2 separate regions of the Macaca mulatta genome follow, and region 1 is linked to region 2. The links are chromatin contacts, called in public Hi-C maps. All regions are on one chromosome and are shown on one strand. Each heading gives the region's core, a stretch centred on a gene start, on an enhancer-like site or on the middle of the called end of the contact. The rest is flanking DNA. Distances are from core to core; before and after follow the strand shown.

The links. A called contact is a pair of places that touch in the nucleus more often than the background predicts.
Region 1: a contact with region 2 is called in a Hi-C map of fetal cortex germinal zone, with 4 times the contacts expected there. The contact joins the promoter of CHCHD5 here to the promoter of ZC3H8 in region 2. A contact is called at or near these places in 6 of 14 Hi-C or Micro-C datasets (CD4 T cells, blood, cortical neurons and 3 more).

Annotation. Positions count from the first base shown.
Region 1 is chr13:22,664,314-22,669,224 of T2T-MMU8v2.0, forward strand. CHCHD5 (coiled-coil-helix-coiled-coil-helix domain containing 5) reads left to right here and starts at 2,164. Exons shown (of 4, transcript XM_001088583.5): 1 at 2,164-2,209; 2 at 3,535-3,675; 3 at 3,761-3,926. The coding sequence starts at 2,208. It overlaps LOC106993133 (a long non-coding RNA gene), which reads right to left and starts at 2,392. Exons shown (of 2, transcript XR_001439286.3): 1 at 2,262-2,392; 2 at 351-2,074.
Region 2 is chr13:22,390,234-22,395,035 of T2T-MMU8v2.0, forward strand. ZC3H8 (zinc finger CCCH-type containing 8) reads right to left here and starts at 1,969. Exons shown (of 10, transcript XR_013402646.1): 1 at 1,788-1,969.

The DNA.
Region 1 (4,911 bases), core at 914-3,413, 270 kb after region 2:
TTAATGGGCAACCCACGCACCCAAGTGGTTATAAGTGGTACTACAAAATGTATTATAAAAATACTGTAGTTTTTTTAATTTGAGACAGAGTCATGCTCTGTCATCCAGGCTGGAGTGCAGTGGTGTGATCTCGGCTCACTACAACCTCCGCAGCAATTCTCGTGCCTCAGCCTCCTGAGTAGCTGGGACTACAGGCACCTGCCAACCATGCCTGGCTAATTTTTTGTATTTTTTGTAGAGACAGGGTTTCGCCATGTCTCTACTCCTGGCTGGTCTCCAACTCCTGACTTCCAGTGATCCGCCCACCTCGACCTCCCAAAGTGCTGGAATTACAGGCATGAGCCACTGCACCCAGCTGAACACAATCTTTACCTTCTATGTACTGATTTATGTCTTTGTAACTGCCATCCACCTAAAATGTACAAAACCAAACTGTAATTCTACTGTCTCAGGCACACTTTCTCAGGACCTGTGTTTCCCAGGCCATGGTCACTCATATTGGCTCAAAACAAACCTCTTTAAGACATTTCAGTTTGGTTTTTCTGTTAACAGGTGGTTGATTTTTCCTAGTTCTTTAACGAGATCCCTAGAAACCGGGTTTAAGACAATTGAACTTCTTTTTTGCTTTCGTGGTCAGATAAGAAAATTTCAGAAACTCCCTCCCTGTGTACCTGTGGGCATCCCCACCCCCACACACCAACAAGAAAGGTTAGACAGCTCTTCTGAGGTAGCTTCTAAGGCCTTTCAGCATGTCAAAATGCATCTTTGGGGTATTCGTTTCTGAGTACTAACAAGGGAACGGGGTGGGTTAAGATTTCGTTCTCCCAGTAGAGGAAAATCTAGGGATTCAGTCTACATTTGAAGCCAAAAACAGTTATCTGACTCCTTCCAGAGCCTTTAAATGTTGATCCCCTCCCCTCTTCTCCCACCAAACATACACTTGGAAGTTTAAAAAGAATGGAGGGATCTCAAGGTGTAAAGCTTTCTGTGCCTATGGCAGATTCAGATGACCAGTGCTGGTCCTCGGAGGTCAACTGCCAACCAGGGTAGCTCATGGTTACAGCCTCCCGTAGAGCTCTCACTTATCCAGAACACCTGAGGCTCCAAGCTCAGTATCAAACTGTTCACTTGCACTGTGTCCTCTATGAGGTCACTGTCATCATCATCATTTTACAGACACACTGAGACTCCAAGTGGTCGTTACTAGTTCACAGTCAAGTAGCTCTCGTTCATCTTCTCGTTCATCTTCAACTCTATGATTAACTGCAAAGTGTTCTGCTCATTTTGACTAGAGTCTTGAAAGATCTGCAAACTAAATGGCAGGACTGATGCTCAGTTCTCTGACCAGGGGATATCCAGTCTTTTAAGTGGGGAAACTCACGCCCATGTCTAACCTCACACTTTTAAGACAGATGAGAAGGAAGGGGGAAATGTTACTACACTAGGAGGAATTAATTACAAAGAGAGGAAGCAACTGGCTTGATAGTCTCACGGAGTCGGGATTAAACACCATGTCTGTCCTGGCCTACACTAAGGGATGGAGGAACGCCTGGGTCACCCAGGCTGAGTAAATACGAGGCCCAAGCCGAATTAGTTCGGCTCTTGGTTTGACTCCCTCTTCCCTTCTGTTCCAAGCGCTCGCATGAACCAGGGTGCCAGGAGGACTATCAGATTCTGCGCCAGGCCGATGGTGGCAGCGTGGCGTTAGGAATCAGGCCTCCTATCCCTGAGTCCAACAGCCTACCGCCATAGCACCCAACCAAACTGGGAACAACATGTTGAGACGCCGCAGCAACAGCAGCCGCTTCCCACCAGCTCCAGTCGGAGATTTGGAGCGCTTGTGTCTGCGGCTCAATCCCGTGAGGTGCGGCGCAGCTCAGCGGCGAATTCTCTTTGGAGCGGAGGCACCACCGTACTTTCCATCGCTTACTTCCGTTGAACCCCGGGCGCTGCCATGGCAAGCCGGAAATAGGGATAAATCTAGCCAGAAGAGGGCGGAAGTGGCTACTCAGGGCGTCGCCATGACGAGTCGGGACCGGAAGAAGAGGTGGGGCGCCGCCATGACAGATTAGTCCTAAAGGGAACCGGTTGTTAGTTCAATTGACTACCGGAAAAAAACAGGCTGGGCTGGGCGCCGCCATGACAACCGATACCGGAAAAGGCGGGTCGTTCCCCCCGGACAGACCTACGCCGGCAAAAGTCTCGAGATGTGAGTAGTGAGAGCGCCTACCGTATACGTGCGGCCGCTCCCCTTCTCTTACCCAGTGATCTAGACCTAGTCTAGGACCTCCGGAATTAGGACCAGCCTCCCTCCTTCTTGGAGATCTGACCCTCAGGATTCAGCGCCTTCCCTCACGAGTTACAACCCTCCGCATGCCCAAGCCCCGCCCTCTAAGCGTTTAGGCCCCGCCCCCTCTCGCAGCAGCTTAGGACTTCGGTCCAGTCACTATTCACCCAAGCTCTGCCCCCAGTACCCCTGGTCCGGCCGTTCACACCGAAATCCTAAGACTACAGACCTATTTAGGGACCTCTAGGACTCCTACACCCGTCCTCAGAGCTCCAGATTCCTCCCCCTCGATCACCAAACTTTACCTATTGAACCTTCCACATCTGCCCAGGACCCCAGTCCTCACCTATAGGGTCCATAGACTTGTTCCTAGACCACTCTGACCTTGCCCGGGATTCCCAGAGCACCAACCTCATGCAGGGCTTCCAGACCTCATGCCCCTGGGACTTGAGTCCCGCACCACGGCCTCAGGTTTCATCTTGAAGACTCTTTGGCTAAGACACTCTTCCCCAGGACCTGAGACCTCACCTCCTGGACCTCTAAACCTCACTTTTAGAATCCCCAAACCCATTTAGGGCTTTCAAGCTCTCTCCCTGGAATTCTAGATCTTACTTCTAAGTCCGTAAGTCTTCTCTGCATGATCCTCAGGCCTACTGGGGGATGCCTGGATTTCAAGGCCTGTCTTCTAGGACCCAGAAGGCCTACCTTAGATTAATCAGACCTTGTTTTAGAACCTCCAATCTCTCCCCAGAAGCTCCCCTTCTGCTTTACAAGCCCCAGGGCTAGGCCTCACCTCTACACTTCTTTGGCCCCATATCAGGATCCTTCAGACTCCCACATCTGCCCTGAACGCCTAGTCCTACTTCAGATCCAGACCAGAATTCCCTTTCTTTGCCAAGCACCATAGCTCATGCCTGTAATCCTAGCACTTTGGGAGGTCTAAGCGGGAGGATCACTTGAGCTGAGGGGTTCAATACCAGCCTGGGCAACATAGCAAGACCCTGTTTCTACAAAACATAAAAAATTAGCTGGGCATGGTGGCTCATGCCTGTGGTCCCAGCTACTTAGGAGGTTGAGGCAGGAAGATCACTTGAATCCAGGAGTTGGTGGCTACAGTGAGCTATGATCATGCCACTGCACTCCAGCCTGGGCCACAGTGAGACCCTGTCTCTAAAAAATAAAATAAAATAAAGATTCCCTTGCTTCCCTGCTGCCTGGAATGATCCTCAGCCCATCCTGTCCCACAGGCAGGCAGCTCTGGAGGTCACCGCTCGCTACTGTGGCCGGGAGTTGGAGCAGTATGGCCAGTGTGTGGCGGCCAAGCCGGAATCCTGGCAGCGGGACTGTCACTACCTTAAGATGAGCATTGCCCAATGCACATCCTCCCAGTGAGTGTCGGCAAGTATGAGACAGTGTGGGGGGTGGGCAGTGGGGTGGGAATCTCCCAGAGGCTGAACTGCCCTACCCCCACAGCCCAATCATCCGCCAGATCCGCCAGGCCTGTGCTCAGCCTTTTGAGGCCTTCGAGGAATGTCTTCGACAGAACGAGGCAGCTGTGGGCAACTGTGCGGAGCATATGCGCCGCTTCCTGCAGTGCGCTGAGAAGGTGCAGCCACCACGTTCACCTACAACTGTGGAGGTAAGAGGGGCTCATCTCAGTTCATCTCTTTTCTCCACAACATGCCCTTCATCCTTCTGATTGTTCAGGGTAAAGACTTAGGAGTCATCCTCAGCCCCACCCCACCACCACACAGGCCTTTGCCATGCATCCAGAATCCAGAACATCATCACTTCTTGCCCCATATAGCCCCTGCTTTAATCCACCACCACCCACACCCTCCCCCTCCAGGATACCTGCCCCAGCCTTCTCCCTGGTCTCCCTTCCTTCCTCTTTTCTTGCCTCCATAAAGCGGCCTGGGTGAGCATGTTAGGACTGAAATTTGGTCTCATTACACCTATGCTTAAATCTCTCCAGTGGCTTTGCGTCACATTGAGAATAAAATTCCAGGTCCTTGCTAGGTTCTCTGTGTTCTTCCCTAGGCTGACTTCATCCACCTCCTCCCTCACCCTCTCTCTCCCACTACTTTTCATCTGCAACTGGAGAGGGGCTGGGCTGAGGTGGCCAAAAAAAGCTCACTCTTTTAAATGTATCTAATATGTAAGCCAGATATACAGTGTATCTGTGATATGTAAGTTTCATGGTTGGGCAATTACAACAAAAGTCTAAAATGACTCCTTGAGGAGAGGCGGTAATGGGAAAACGTTGAAAAATGCTCTTTTAGATGTTTACTGCCCTCCTGACTGGACTGTGAGCTCCAAAGGTGAAAGTCACATCTTTCCCCAGCCCCTCTGAGCACCCTCTCCTGGGGCCTTCTCTCTGCCCCTGCAGCCCTGTCATCTCTCTTGGACCACCAGGCCATCCTTCTCCTGGGCCCCATGCTTCATCTTGACCTTCCAATCGTTCTTGGTGATCATCCTAGACTGATCTCAGAGGAAATCTAACCATGTTCTGCTTCTACTTACAAACCTTTCCATGGTTCTCACTTCCACCAACCCAAGTCTTAATGCCAGCACAGCCCACAGGGCCCTGTGGGATGCAGTCCCTGCAACCCATGGTCCCACCT
Region 2 (4,802 bases), core at 719-3,218:
AAATAAATAAATAAATAAAAATAAAAAAATAAAAAAATCTGCCCCCTCCCTACCACCCCAACAGTACTTATTTTCCCCTTAGCCTTCATTCATTTTCTCAGGGTATTTAAATACGATATATTTATGTATTGTTTGTCTCCCCCTCCCCCTAATAACGTAAATTCATTAGTACAGAAATTTTCATCTCTTGTTCATTTACCGCTATATCCCCAAGGCCATAGCAGGTGCTGAATACGATTTTTTGAATGAATGAGAAGTACTCCCATCACAAATTACTAGGAAAAAAACCAGAAACCATATGAGAAAAGACTGATTCATTTGACTGGATAAAACAAAACCACAACATCCCCATTCCTTTATACCTTGAAAAATAATGCCATAGGCATGACAATTGGGAGTAAAGTACTCTCAAATAAGAGATCCTAGAATTTGAAAAAGACCAAAAAGAAGAAAAATGGGCAAATAATATGGACAGCTCACCATACTTCCATACCATCCTTCACCCATCATTTTGGCAAAATTCCAAGTGTCTTTTATGTATTGCAGTCAAGTTTTTGGGAATAGAATTTTCGTCCAATACACTTTCAAACTGATAGCTGCTGTTGGGATTTTTACATGTTGTTATCTTTTTTTTTTTTTGGTGATGAATTCTTATGTATTTTACAACGTATCAATTAGTTCCAGTTATTTTTCTTAGTAAATTATATCATCTGCAAGTAATTAGAGTCTTTGTCTCTTTCCAATATTTATAGGCCTTATTTTATTTTAGTCATTTTGCATGAGAAGCTTGGTGATAAAATCATGGGTCCTGGACATAGTTTTTCCACTTCCACTGTGCAATCTCGGCAGGTTATTTAGCCTCTCCGTGCCTCATTTTCCCATTTGTAAAACAAAGACAGCATCATCTTCAAGTTTGTTTTGAGGATTAAATGATTTCATGTAAAGCACGAGGTAAAGCTCTGGATGATCAGTTAAAATTTGAGATAGAGTGAACAGCTGAGCAATATCGAGAGGTAAAATCAACCATAATTGGAAATATATCTCAGTTGAGGGAAATAAAAGACGTAGGTTTAAGAACAAAGATACTTTTTAGCATTTCAAATTCAAAGAATAAAAAGAATGAACATCTATCTGGGTGTAAGCACTATGCACTGCTCCAAAAATGAAATCTACAAATTAGGGCCATTTGACCAAAAGTCTCCTTTGCTTTTCCAACCTAATGGAAATTTTAAGTCCAAATGATGTCTGTTGCTTTATTGTGGTCTTTAGGGTCTTTCCATGTCAATCGGTGGACTAATGGCAGAGTATTCCCTATTCTTTACCTTTTAATAAACTTGTGATTTCGTCCTTTCTACAGAAAAGAGCCTAGCATGTGTCAGTGAAAAAGGTCCAATCAGTGTCCTCTGGGAGTTTACGGTCTCGTGGAACCAAGCAATAGTAAAGACAGACGCTACCGGACCACAGAAGCGGGCTCCTAACCCGCTGCTGTGCAGAGAAAGGGGCGCATCCCGGAGCCTTCTCGCTTCCACCCCGCTCCCCCGCCCAGGCTCTCGGCAGCCCCGGCCGTGGCGGCCTACGCCTGAGCCCCGTGTTCAGCTTCTGCTCCCACCCGGACCCTGCACGACCTCTATAGGTCAGACGGTGGCGTCCGGCCGGCCCACGTGCTCCCCACGGGCTCTCCCGACGCGGCCCGGACGTGGTTCCGGACGGCCTCCAATCCTGAAGAAACTAAGAGGCGGAGTCCCGCTGAGCCCCTGCATTCAAAGGATGAAAAGATGGGGGATCACCTTTCGTCAGAGTCCGTGGCCGTTTTGCCGAGGGCCGGGTTGGGGGGTTTTGAGAAAAGATTCTCAAAATCCATGACCCAGACAGGTCCTCCCTTTCGCGAGCCGGGAAACTACAGAGTAACAACCCGAGAGAGTGACAACTGGGACGCGACAGGACGGACCCAGAGCCGCACCAGGGCCACAGGCTCCGCCCCGCGCAGCCCCACCCACCCCGCACATGCGCCGAGCCGCCCTCCGCGACTCTGGGCAAGCCCGCTCCTTCCCTGCCACCTTCGCCTCGGCTCTGCGCAGGCGCCGCCGTTGTTGCCCTTCCGTAGGCTTTTTCGTCTATTACCTCAGATAGTAGACTTTAATTTAATTAAATTACTTAATTTATTATTTATTTATTTATCTATTTTGAGACAGAGTCTAGCTCTGTCGTCCGGGCTGGAGCGCAGTGGCATGATCTCGGCTCACTGCAACCTCCGCCTCCCGGGTTCAAGCAAGTCTCCAGCCTCAGCCTCCTGAGTAGCTGGAATTACAGGTGCATGCTACCACGCCCGGCTAATTTTTGTATTTTTAGTAGAGACGGGGTTTCGCCATGTTGGTCATATTTTTAGTAGAGACGGAGTTTCACCATGTTGGCCAGGATGGTCTCGATTTCTTGACCTTGTGATCCGCCCGCCCCGGCCTTCCAAAGTGCTCGGATTACAGGCGTGAGCCACCCCGACCGGCCCCAGCCCAGAATTTTTAAAAGGATTTGTTAGGATTCTGCTTTCACCTTGGTGAAAACTGTTCCATCAAAATCACAGTATTTCTAAGGGATGGTAGTAACAGCTAACATTGATCTGAGCACTCCACTACTATTCCTTAGAAATAGCGTTTCATATGTTAGCTAACTTAATCCTCACAACAGCCCTGTAAAAGATGTTCTATTACCATCCACATTTTTGAAATGAATAAGCAGATATGTAGTCTGGTAATGTAACTTGTAGGGTCTCTACAATTGAATGGGATTAAAATGAATACACAAGTAACCTCAAGACCGAAAAGTCCATTAAAAAGTATCAAATACTAAGAGGATTCAGAAGAGGGAAAAAATTGCATCCAGTTGGGAAGGCTTCTTGAGAAGGGAGTATTTGGGCTGGGTCTTGAGATATTTCCATAGGAAAAGATGAAGTTAAGAGTAAATGGGCATTCCAAGTAGAGAGAATTGTATTAAGGCAGGAAAACAGAGCATGCTGTTGCAGAACGGGGAATTGCTCAGTTTTGCTCAGTGTAATACCATTTAAGGCAATAGTAGAAAGGAAGGCGCAAACCCTAGTTTGGGCCAATGATAGAGAACCTGACTTGCTTCTGTAAGTGAAGGAACTGATTCTTGGCATGAGTCAGGATCCCTCTACCAATTAGTGAAGGGAACTATATGAAGCCAGACATCTTCCCTGGGGAAATTCTACTTTCCCGTGTTGTTTATGTTATAGGCAATCACCTATGGAACATGAATCATTACTAAAAATGGAGAGGAAAAAATGAATTAAGGAAATGAAAACTAGAATTACTCCCTCTTTAGCAGGAAGCACTATTATAGAACTCAAATGGTTACTATACACATTTTTTTATATAAAATGTCCAGCATACAGCAAAAGATAACCAGACACAAATGAAAATTCGATTAGCAGGTAAAAAGCAGCTAAAACATCTGACCTGCAAAGGCATCAGACACTAGCATTTTCAGACAAAGACTATATAAAAGGCTACATATGTTTGTGTTAGATTGATGCCAAAAATGGCCCCAAATTCTCCAACTTTTCCCGTATCCATGTCCTTTGCGGTGTGACTTTGCAGCTCCTCCCACAAAGAGGTAGGATCGGTTTCACCTCCTCTTTAATCTAAGTTGACTTTGCCTCATAGAACAGCTTGTTTTAGCTAGTAGAATGCAGAAGTGGCCTGCCAATACCAAGCCAAGGCCCCAAGGGGCTTTGTATGTGTCTGCTCTCTCTTCTATGCCTGCTTTCTTCAGGACAATAAGTTCAGGCTACCCTGCTGACGATAAGGGAGAGACATGTGGAAGATAAGGCAAATGGAGGAGAGCGAAAACACCCAGTCAACAGCTAGCAAAACCCTAAAAGCAAAGCCTCCTAGGCAGCATACAGCTGAGCACACACATGATGAAGTCCTGCAGAGAACCGAAGACTCTCAGATGATCCCAGTCCAAATTACTAACCCACATTAATTGTGAGCTAAATAAATGGTTCCTGTTTTAAGTCACTAAGTTTTTAAGTAGTTTACTATATGGTAATATCTAACTAATAAAAAAGAAACTATAAAAAATGTCATAGAGGAACTGGGGAGAAGTAACCAAGTAGAACTTCTAGAAATAAAAAATATAATCCTGAAATTTTAAAAAATCAGTGGATGGGGCCGGGCGCAGTGGCTCACACCTGTAATCCCAGCACTTTGGGAGGCCAACGTCAGTGGATCACGAGGTCAAGATACAGAGACCGTCCTGCCAACATGGTGAAACCCCGTCTGTACTAAAAATACAAAAATTAGCTGGGCAGGATGGCGCGCACCTGTAGGCCCAGCTACTTGGGAGTCTGAGGCAGGATAATCGCTTGAACCTGGAAGGCGGAGGTTGCAGTGAGCCGACATCGCGCCACTGCACTCCAGCCTGGCGACAGAGTGAGACTCCGTCTAAAAAAAACCGAAAAAACAAAAAACAAAATCAGTGGATGGTGTGGTCATATTAAAACGTGTTCAAAAATTCCTTAACACTTCTCCCTGCAAAAGGTGGAGACTTAGTCCCCTCTTCTTTAATGTGGATAGGGTTTACTGATTTATTTCTAACAAATACAATGTGGCAAAAGTGATGATGCATGATTTGTGAGGTCGTAAGAAGACATTGTAGTTTCTGCCTTATTCTCTTGAATCATCTGCATGAAGGGAAGTCAGTCACCATGTCCTGAATCACTCAGGCGCCTGTGGAGAGCCAGCCGTTTGGGTGAGGTACCTTGGAAACAGATCTCCCAGCACTAA